Regions from separate parts of the Mus musculus genome. Here region 1 is linked to region 2. A link is a contact called in public Hi-C data. All regions are on one chromosome and are shown on one strand. Each heading gives the region's core, a stretch centred on a gene start, on an enhancer-like site or on the middle of the called end of the contact. The rest is flanking DNA. Distances are from core to core; before and after follow the strand shown.

Region 1 (4,525 bases), core at 727-3,226, 240 kb after region 2:
CTCTTCTACCATGTGAGTCCCAAGGATCCAACTCCTCGGGTCATTAGGCTTGGTGGCAAGTGACATTAATCACTGAACCATCTTACTGGTCTTTCGTTATTCTACATACTTTAGATGGAGTCCTTAACTCCTGATTCTTCTTCCTCCCAAGGGCTGGAATTACAGGCACGCACCATTCCATCCGGTTAATCTTGGAGATTCAGCCTGGAGCTTCCTGCGTGGTAGGCAAATGAACTCACTGAGACGAACTTTGTCTTTGCAAAGTTTTAAAATTTATCTTGTAATGTTTGGAGTTGGGGGAGATGGACTGGGTTTGTCGATGTGCCTCCTGGTCCCACTCAGAGATTCTGAGTCAGGCAGTCTTGAGTAGGGTCCAGGACTCTGCATATTTTGAGACTCATCCCCAAGTAATCCTGCTGCTGCTAGCTTGGACAGGAATGATAAAGGTGAGTTTGCATTCCTTCTCAGCAAATCCACCCAGTGTGAACTTCTCCTTTGTCAAGACTTGGACAAATCCCACAAGATTACTTTTTAAATCCGCTGTCCCTAAAAAAAGAATTTCACGGAGGAATGTAGTTTGGAGGAAGGCCCTCCCACTGAACAGGGATAGGAAGTGCACGGTAAACTAGGGTAGAGCTGGAAAAGCCCCACCAAGCAAGCCGAAGAACATGCTCGGGTGAACACGCTCGGGTGAACATGTGTCGACTCCTTTTCTTCAAGCCTCTTCCTTTCTGTACCAGGTGCCAGACGGTCCCGAGGCAGAACAAAGCCACAGAAGACAGCTGATATGAAAGGCTTTAGCCTTCATAGAACCAAAGTCCCCTTGGGTCATGGTTCGAGTGTCTGTACCTTGACTGCCAGGAACAGTCTTCAGAGTCCAGTTACCCGGGTCCTTGGCCCCAGACAAACTCCAAGAGTTGATAAGATAGGAAGGTCGTCTTCTTGGCTGTGGCACACACTTCCTCAGCCCTGGCCTGATTTTGCTTGCATCCCCGCTGTGACATGAGCAAGCACGCATGTCACATGTCACGAGCTGCTGTTAAGGTCAAGGCTCGGGGACCTTTGATATTACCTCAAGCTCATCAGAAATGAGAGACCTGCTATTGTTTCAAAAGGTTTGACAAGCTTGAATTTGGATGGTACACCTTGTCAGCACTGTCCTCGGTTCAGTGTCATTGCGTAGCTGAGAGGTCGGACAGGCACGGGAGTGATATCTTAGGCATTTTTCCAAGCTCGAATGCAGGTACTGGCGACACTGCATTCGGGCCCTCATTTCTGAAGATGCTTAAACACCCCTCCCCCACTTCCTTCCGTGAGGACTCCTTTAGTTACTTTGTGACACCCAGTCCTTCCAGTAAGTAGAAAGGGTGTATGCAATAGAATTCTGGTTACAGGGAGGTGACTCCACCGTCCTTCCACGCTCACTATATAGCATGCACTCTGCTGACCTTGTGACACAGGACCTCAGAAAGCATCAGTGCCAGTCTGGATAGCAAAGGTGTTTTGTTTTTTGAGACGGGGGTGGGGGGGGTGGGGTGGGGGGTGTGCCTCTCACATTTCTATCTCTAAAACTAACACAGTAAATACGTAAGTAAATGTTATACAATGTTCTTTCTCTTGCCCTTAACAGATCATTTTGCATACCCCCCAATTTGGAGATCATTGACATGGCTGGAATCTTCCTAGCCAAGGACACACATCTCTGAGAGCCCGCATTTCTCTCTCAAGAAGGGAACACACACACACACACACACACACACACACACACACACGTATTTAAAAAAAAACCAAAAACAAACAAACAAACAAAACACCTCAAAACCATTTGAGTAGGTCTCTACAACACAAAGAAACTCTGTCCTAGGAGAAAAAGTCGTGCTTCTACTTCTGGATCTGGGAAGCCACACTCCCATTATTCTGGGTCGGGTAGGTCCCAGACTGGGGGAAGGGAAGGTGGAGAGGGCACCAGGGCGTCTGAATTTGTGGAATTCCTTTGGACTCACTGGCAGTTCTCAAACTGCGTTCCTGGAGGGATAGTGGCTGTGTTGTTGGCCTGAGCATGGGGAAACAGCGGCCCCTGGTGGTGAAGTTATGAAATGCTCTCCAGGCACCGATTAGTAAGTCTTGAGTTTGTCTGGGGCCAAGTAAGTCTTAGTAAGGCTATCACGAGACATCTTGTCCTTCCAAACTCTGTAAGCACTTTCAGAGAGGCTCAAATGTCCTGAAAGATTAAAAAATGAGGGAACCATTTGTTGCTGTGCTCCCCGGTGGCTATCCTCGTAGCCTTGAGAGGTGTCGGAGCTTTTGAGGTTACTAATGTCAGCTACTCTGTGCCAGGAAGTGTTCACACAATCAGGCTGGAAGGTGTCCATGGTGAGGCTAGGGGCTCCTGCCAGCTTGAAGCCCCTCCTCCTCATGCCCCCTTCCTCCCTAGGGATTCTTTGCTCCCCCACCCATTGCCTCTCACCCTCTCATTTAGCTGAGCTGGTTTCTTGTTTTTGTAATAGTGGGTCTTGAACCCAAGTCCTCACACATGTTAGGCGAGCACTCTGGCATTGAGCTATGCCTCCTGCCCCCCCCCCCAAACTCACATTTAGCTTGCTTATCTCTCCACTAAAGCAGAAACCATCAGGACTCACATAGCCTTGCACTGAAATACAAGAGGACTACATAATTGCTCCTGCTTGGTTTCTGTTTTTTTGGTAGCTTGGAAGACAAACCCGCTACACTGTGACCATTTTCTTTTGGAAAGGTCTGATGTAGCCATTCCGCTCCGGCATGGACTGGGGTAGAGAATAGGCAAAGAACCACCCATTCCAAAAAAAGAAAACATGATTTCCAAAGAAATGCCCTGAAGCCAATTGATCTCCAAAGCCCATCTCCTTGGATGCTTGTGAATGCTTTTCCTTTTAGGGTTAGAGGACTGAAAACGGCTCACCCTTTCCCTGCCTTTTTCCTCCCAGGGACATGAGGACTGTCTCTCTTGGCTCCGACCTTTCAGGGAGGAGAGACGCAAAGGCTGTGGTAAACCCATGGACAAAGGATTTTTATGAGCTCAAAGGTGTTTCCAATTTCTTTTCTTCTTATTTTTTTAAGATTTATTTATTATTATACATAAGTACACTGTAGCTGTCTTCAGACGAGCCAGAAGAGGGCATCAGATCTCATCATGGGTAGTTGTGAGCCACCATGTGGTTGCTGGGATTTGAACTCAGGACCTTTGGAAGAACAGTCAATGCTCTTAACCACTGAACCATCTTGCCAACCCTCCAATTTCTTTTAGACTAGACATTAAACACCATTAACTCCAGGACAAGTGCAGGTACAGACACCATAATGGGCTAGTGATTCCACTAAGTATGTCATGTATTTATGTTGAAAAAAAAGGGGGGGGATAATTTGGCTTAGCGGTGGTGGTGGCCTTTAATGCCAGCACTTTGGAGGTAGAGGCAGGCAGATCTCTGTGAGTTCAAGGCCAGCTTGGTCTACAGAGGGAATTGCAGGATAGCCAGGCCTACACTAAGAAACAGAACCATCCCACTCCACCCCCAAAAGAAAAAAGTGTAATAGTTTAGCCAAAACTTGGAGACAAAACTATCCCAGTAGGACCAAGGGACCAGCCGTGAGATAAGGAAGAGGTGTGAATGCTAACTCTTTCCCTCTTTCTTCCTTTCTTTTTAAAGATTTATTCATTTACTTTATGCATATAGGTGCTCTATCTGCTTGTACACTTGCATACCAGAAGAGGGCATCGAGATCTCATTACAGACCGTTGTGAGCCACCATGTGGTTGCTGAGAATTGAACTCAGGGCCCCTGGAAGAGCAGCCAGTGCTCTAAACTGCTGAGCCATCTCTCCAGCCCCTCAACCCTTATTTTCTAGTAACAGAAGCTAAGAGATAACATGTGGGGGTCTGGAGAGTCAATTGTGACCAAGCCTGGTGACTTGAGTTTGGTCACCATGAGCTGTATTTACTTTAATTATTAGAAAATGAGCTTTTCAGATACTTCTTTGATTTTTTTTCCAAACATAATAATTTAGAATCTTAAAGAAACCAGTAAAACGTGTCAATGTTGATAGACATTTTCAGAATAAAAAGACCCAAAGCTGGGAGGTGAGGGCAGGAGATGAAGAAGACTCAGACCAGTCCAGACTCTAAGCTAGGGCGAACATGTGAAACTCATTGTGAATGTATCCTTTATTCAGCTAGCTAAGGTAATTGCCATCTAGGGGGTGTACTGCTTCTGTGTGCTAACCTAGGCCTGCTCCTGTAAGCTTCTAGCCTCTATACAATCTTCTTACCTAGGCCTATAATGTTTTTGGCCTCTGAGACTTGCTGCTGAATAAGTTCACCCTTTCTTCTTGTAACTGAGCTCATATACAGACCAGTTCAACTCAGCTGTACTGGCTCAAATGCCTCTCCAAGCTGACTGATTCAATCTGGCTTCTCTCAGTTTCTCCTGACTTGCTCTGCTTGGCATCAAACAAACTCTAGCAATCTGTCCTGATCTTCTGGCTCCTTCTC
Region 2 (4,501 bases), core at 1,637-4,136:
GATCTTCGCCAAGGGCAACTCTGAAATCTACAGCTCGGTGCTAGAATACACACTCAAGTGCAACTATGTAGACTTCTCTGTCCAGCTGCCCAGTGAGCTCCACCAGCCCGTGGGCCCCAGCTGGTTCTCGGAGCAGATGGGCATCACGAAGCCCTCTCACTCTGACCCTATCATTCACACCAGCGATGGCCGCTGCGCCATCAGCTTTAGCGTGGAAGAGGGCGTCAGTGTCCTGGCATCCCTTCATGGCGATGACGGCCCCATCACTGAGGAGACACAGCGGCGCTACATCTTCCAGTTGAACCGAGGGAAGAGGACCGAGCTCAAAGTCCAGCTGCCCCATGCCGGCAAGTTTGCCCTTAAGATCTTTGTGAAGAAGAGGCAGGAACAAGGGAACTTCATCTTTGTCTTCAACTACCTCTTGTGCTGCGCCAACACCAAGGTGAACTGGCCCATGTTCCCTGAGAGCTTTGGCAACTGGGGACAGGACAATGAACTGCTAGAGCCTCTCTCCGGTGTGCTTCCCGCCAACCGCAACATAGCCTTCAAACTAAAGCTGCATGGTATCGCCAAAGCTCTGGTGAAAGGACAGGACACGTGGCCCCTCACTCTTAACCCCGAGGGCTACTGGGAGGGCAGCTGCAACACAGCTGGCTGCCAGGAAGTCTACGTCATGGTGCTAGAGAATGCTAACCACAACTTCTACAGCTACATCCTGAAATACAAAGTGAATGACCAGTGAGGGGCTGCATTTCTTCACGGTCCCCCAGGGTTAAGGCCAGCCCTGCCCAGGGAGGGCCCAAGCTAAGAGCAGAGAGCCCAGGACACCACTAATCTGCATGAAACCACTTCTAGGCCTCTGCTTCAGTCCCCTCTGCCTCAATCTCCCTGCTGTGTCACAGGCACTGAGGAATTTGTGCCGCCAAAGGCTCACTCAATGTGGCTGTGGAAGAAGAGACAGAGGCCAGGGCCCTCTAGAAGAAAAAGGTGCTATGTAAATCCAAGGTATTGTGAAACGTACACCCCTGCCTGTGCCTGCTCTTGTGTTAGGACTTTGTTGCTGTAGAGCTGAATGGGAAAGCGGAGGTGTTGCGGGTGCTGAAAGCTTTCCCCACGATGCCTGCCTGGTGCTTGAGGCTGAATCTATGAGAAAGGTGTGCTCCCCCTGCAAGTAACATGGTGTTTCTCCCCACTACTTCTGGACCCCAGGGAATGTCGGGCCTGCCCATCTTCCACATTCCTAGTGCTCCTATTAGCTACTTCATGCTCTTCAAGAGCTTGCAAAGGGGGTGGGTGTAGAAAGCAAACCAGCTGACCCTCAGCCAACTGGAGGCTGCTGTCTCCTGATGCCTAGCATCTCTGAGATGTGCTAAGGGCAGGAAAGCAGCCGTGTGCACATTCGGATGTCCTGGCTGGGGACCAGGGATGGAGTGGGTTTGCAGGTCCAGCAACCCACATGGAAGGGTGAAGACCCCGATTCTATGTGCCTACCAGAGTTTAGCTGAGGGCCTGGAGATTGCCCCACCCCACCCCCCACCAGCCATCCTCAGGAGCCTCAAATGCCTACATAGCCCACTGGTAGCCTGGCTGATGACCTGGGCCCTGGGCAAGCAGATTAGCCCCAGCAGTTATCAGATACCAGGGATAGTGTCTGATAACAAGATGTTGCTCCTTCCTTACAAGCCAAACCAAGCTGAGGGGACCACCACCTGCCCCCTAGAGAAAGTGTTGGTCTCTGTCTCTGAGGAAAGCCCTATCATAGCCATTTTCCCTCCTGTCTTTCTCTGAGATGACAACCCCTGCCCTGAGTTCAACCTTCCTTCCATTGGGAACAGTTGAGGGCCTCTTACTTGCTCCGGCCTGTCCTAAAAAGCCTGAGCTGCCTAGCTGGCCCTCAGCAGCACCTGAGGCTGGTGTTTCCATGGCAACAGCTGAGGGGGGAAAAGCAGGCTGCTGCAAACAGGGAAGGCCTGAGGAGAGCCCCCCGACAAGAGGTTCCTGCAGTAGCATCCCAGTGCACAGATGTGCTCCAGGAGGGTCCCTACCAAATTTCAGGGTTCTAGGACTCTGCTCACTGTGCCTGTCTCAGGACCACCCCCCCCCCCAATCCCTCACTGCTCTCTAAGGAATGTCCTCAGGCTCAGCTGCCGCCAGAGCCAGCCTGGGATACTCACAGCCTCTACAGTCAAGTCTTTCCTCAGTAAGAGCCCATCAGACTCCTTCGATAAGTGGCTGACCCCTCATGCTAGATCCTGGGACTATAGAGGTGAACACAAAGGACTCAGCCATAGGCACCCGCATCTCTGGGTGGGCAGTCTGCCAAGTGGAACCTATCTGAAGACCTAGGAGCCCAGAACTTCAGCTCTTCATTCCCTTCTGCCCCTTTCCCACAGGTCCCCACTGCTACCCACCTGATACCACATAGCCCCCCTCCACCAGACTGGGTAGCCTCACTTGTGATTAGCATGGCTGCTAGGGGCTGAGCTGCCTTGGCTCATGTCCAGGGTCCTCTGGCAGTCTCAGCCCATCAGCATCTTGTCACTCACGCCTGGAAAACGCACCAAAGTGGGGTGGGGTGGGGTGGGAGGTGGCGTTGTCTCCACTACAAGAAGACGGTGGAGTTTGCACTGCCTGGAAACAGCCTTTCCTCACCCCTTTTATTTTATGAGCAGTAAGAACTGTGCTATGTTTTAACGAAATAGTAAGTGCTTCGGCGGTCCCTGCCACTCGCTAGACACAGCCGCGACAGCCACTGCTAGCCCTGCAGAAAATGATCCCCATGTTTTTTTCAAAACAGCATAATTAATCTATTCTGGAGCTTGTGGAGGATGCTACCCCACAAAACAGGAGCTGTCCTCAGCACCAGAGACCCAGACCGAGCCTCTCCCAGCGGCCCGGGTCAACCACACGCTCCGCCCTCCTCATATAACCAGGTAGTCCCTTTGTCAAGGCAACTGTAGGTGCACTCGGAAAAACGCCTGCGTTTCTTTTTACTGAAGCAAAGATACACGAAACCGAATCCAATCTTCATGAATTTTTACACGCATGCTGCTCAGCCTGAAAATTTGGAGGCTGCGTTTTGAAGGCTTTTTATTCAAATCCCCCTCTTTGTCTGCTGGTCCACGAGTCTCATTGGCCGATCAAATGGCACGAGCGCCCCCTGGTGGATCACGTGCGAAGTTGCCACCGCTGCAAACCCCCAAGCTGGCTCTTTTTATGATGTTTGTTAAAAATCACTAGGTGCTTTCTCGTCCCTTGCGGACAAGTTATGCTGTCTACGGCATCCACATCGTGGATAGTTATCCTCGTGGTTGATATGCCAATGTCAGCGTTGTCTTGCAGACTGTCAGAAGAGCCTGGGGAGACTTCCCTGGCCTGGCGTGGTGAGAAGATAGGATGGGATTAAGAATTGAGCATCTTGCCCAGAAAGCTTTTCCTGAGACAGAAACCCTGGGCACAGGAATGCCTGTCTGGGGTCGCTGTGATCACACTCATTACTATGGCAATGACAGGCTGAAACTGATCAAACTCAGCGTTTTGCCAGGCAGGCCCCAGGATGGGCGCCAGGGTGCAGAAGGATGGGGCGTGGTGAGGCAAAAGGGTGCAATTAAGCTCTTTCAGCTTGCTTCAAAAGTGCCACCAGCTCAGCTGGACTGTTCTCTGTCTGATTGTGAATATTTTGAGTTCTCCATATGTTACATTGTCCCACGAGGACGGACTCCTCCCGGCCCACAGAGATTAAAGAGACGTAAATAGATTAACTGAAGCATGAAGGATTTGAGCTAGATATAAAGAACCATTTCCTGTTGTGAAGCAGGAGGGACACGTTGCCAATAAACTCTCGGCGAAATTCTCAAAGGACTTGAAAAGGAGAAAAGTTCCCGCAGTGGTCCGGCATTTTCTTTGCCGTGCTTACTGAAGCGGTTGGGTTCTCCCTCCGCTAACTCGTAACTCTTAAACAGTACTGGTTGGCCGGCAGTAAACACCAGGTTAATGGTGTGACCATATAGCTCACTGTTGTGGGATTTCAAAGGCCGTTTATCTGAGGTCTGCCATTTCCTTTCATCTGGAGTAAGTAAAGCCGCAGAGGTGACTATTTCTCCCCGTGTGTGCTGAGTAGTGTGGGCCACTGGCTGTTAAAGATGCTGTCCTCACATTGTTGCTGGGGTTCTTTTTCAATAAAATTTATATTCATTTTTATCCAACAATGTAATTATCGATCCATCCTTATCGCTGCTCTTACAAGGAGAAAAAAAAAAAAAAACAACCAAGGGGGGAGGGCAACACTTTCATGTTCAAAGGATGCTTTTAAAAAAAAGAAAAGATCAATGTCCCCGCCATTTGAACGTGATGGGGAGATGCAAATGGGGTGTTGGGCAAATAGCGATTCCACATTAAAGAAAACATAATTAGGTCAGCCCCGGCCCTCCGAGGCTCACGTGCCTTTGAAGAATCCGAAGACCACGCTTCCTTCATTGAATCTTGTTTAACTTGAACATTT

Evidence for each region. Hi-C and Micro-C count contacts between places; a contact is called where the count stands out from the background.
Region 1: a Hi-C map of Sertoli cells shows a contact between it and region 2, with 9 times the contacts expected there. The contact joins two enhancer-like sites. A contact is called at or near these places in 1 of 15 datasets of contacts at CTCF or cohesin (embryonic stem cells) and 8 of 484 Hi-C or Micro-C datasets (the HL-1 cell line, LSK cells, Sertoli cells and 3 more).

What each region holds. Positions count from the first base shown.
Region 1 is chr9:102,782,500-102,787,024 of GRCm38.p6, forward strand. No RefSeq gene overlaps it. Among named protein-coding and RNA genes, the nearest start is that of Gm46151, 6.2 kb to the left of the region's middle. Within about 2 kb of position 1,977, at least 90 of the 459 cell types and tissues checked have an H3K27ac peak or open chromatin away from gene starts, as enhancers often do. A contact at or near this core is called in Sertoli cells, where this site is marked.
Region 2 is chr9:102,542,040-102,546,540 of GRCm38.p6, forward strand. Ky (kyphoscoliosis peptidase) reads left to right here. Exons shown (of 11, transcript NM_024291.3): 11 at 1-4,200. The coding sequence ends at 742. Among named protein-coding and RNA genes, the nearest start is that of Gm29387, 15 kb to the right of the region's middle. Within about 2 kb of position 2,887, at least 90 of the 459 cell types and tissues checked have an H3K27ac peak or open chromatin away from gene starts, as enhancers often do. A contact at or near this core is called in Sertoli cells, where this site is marked.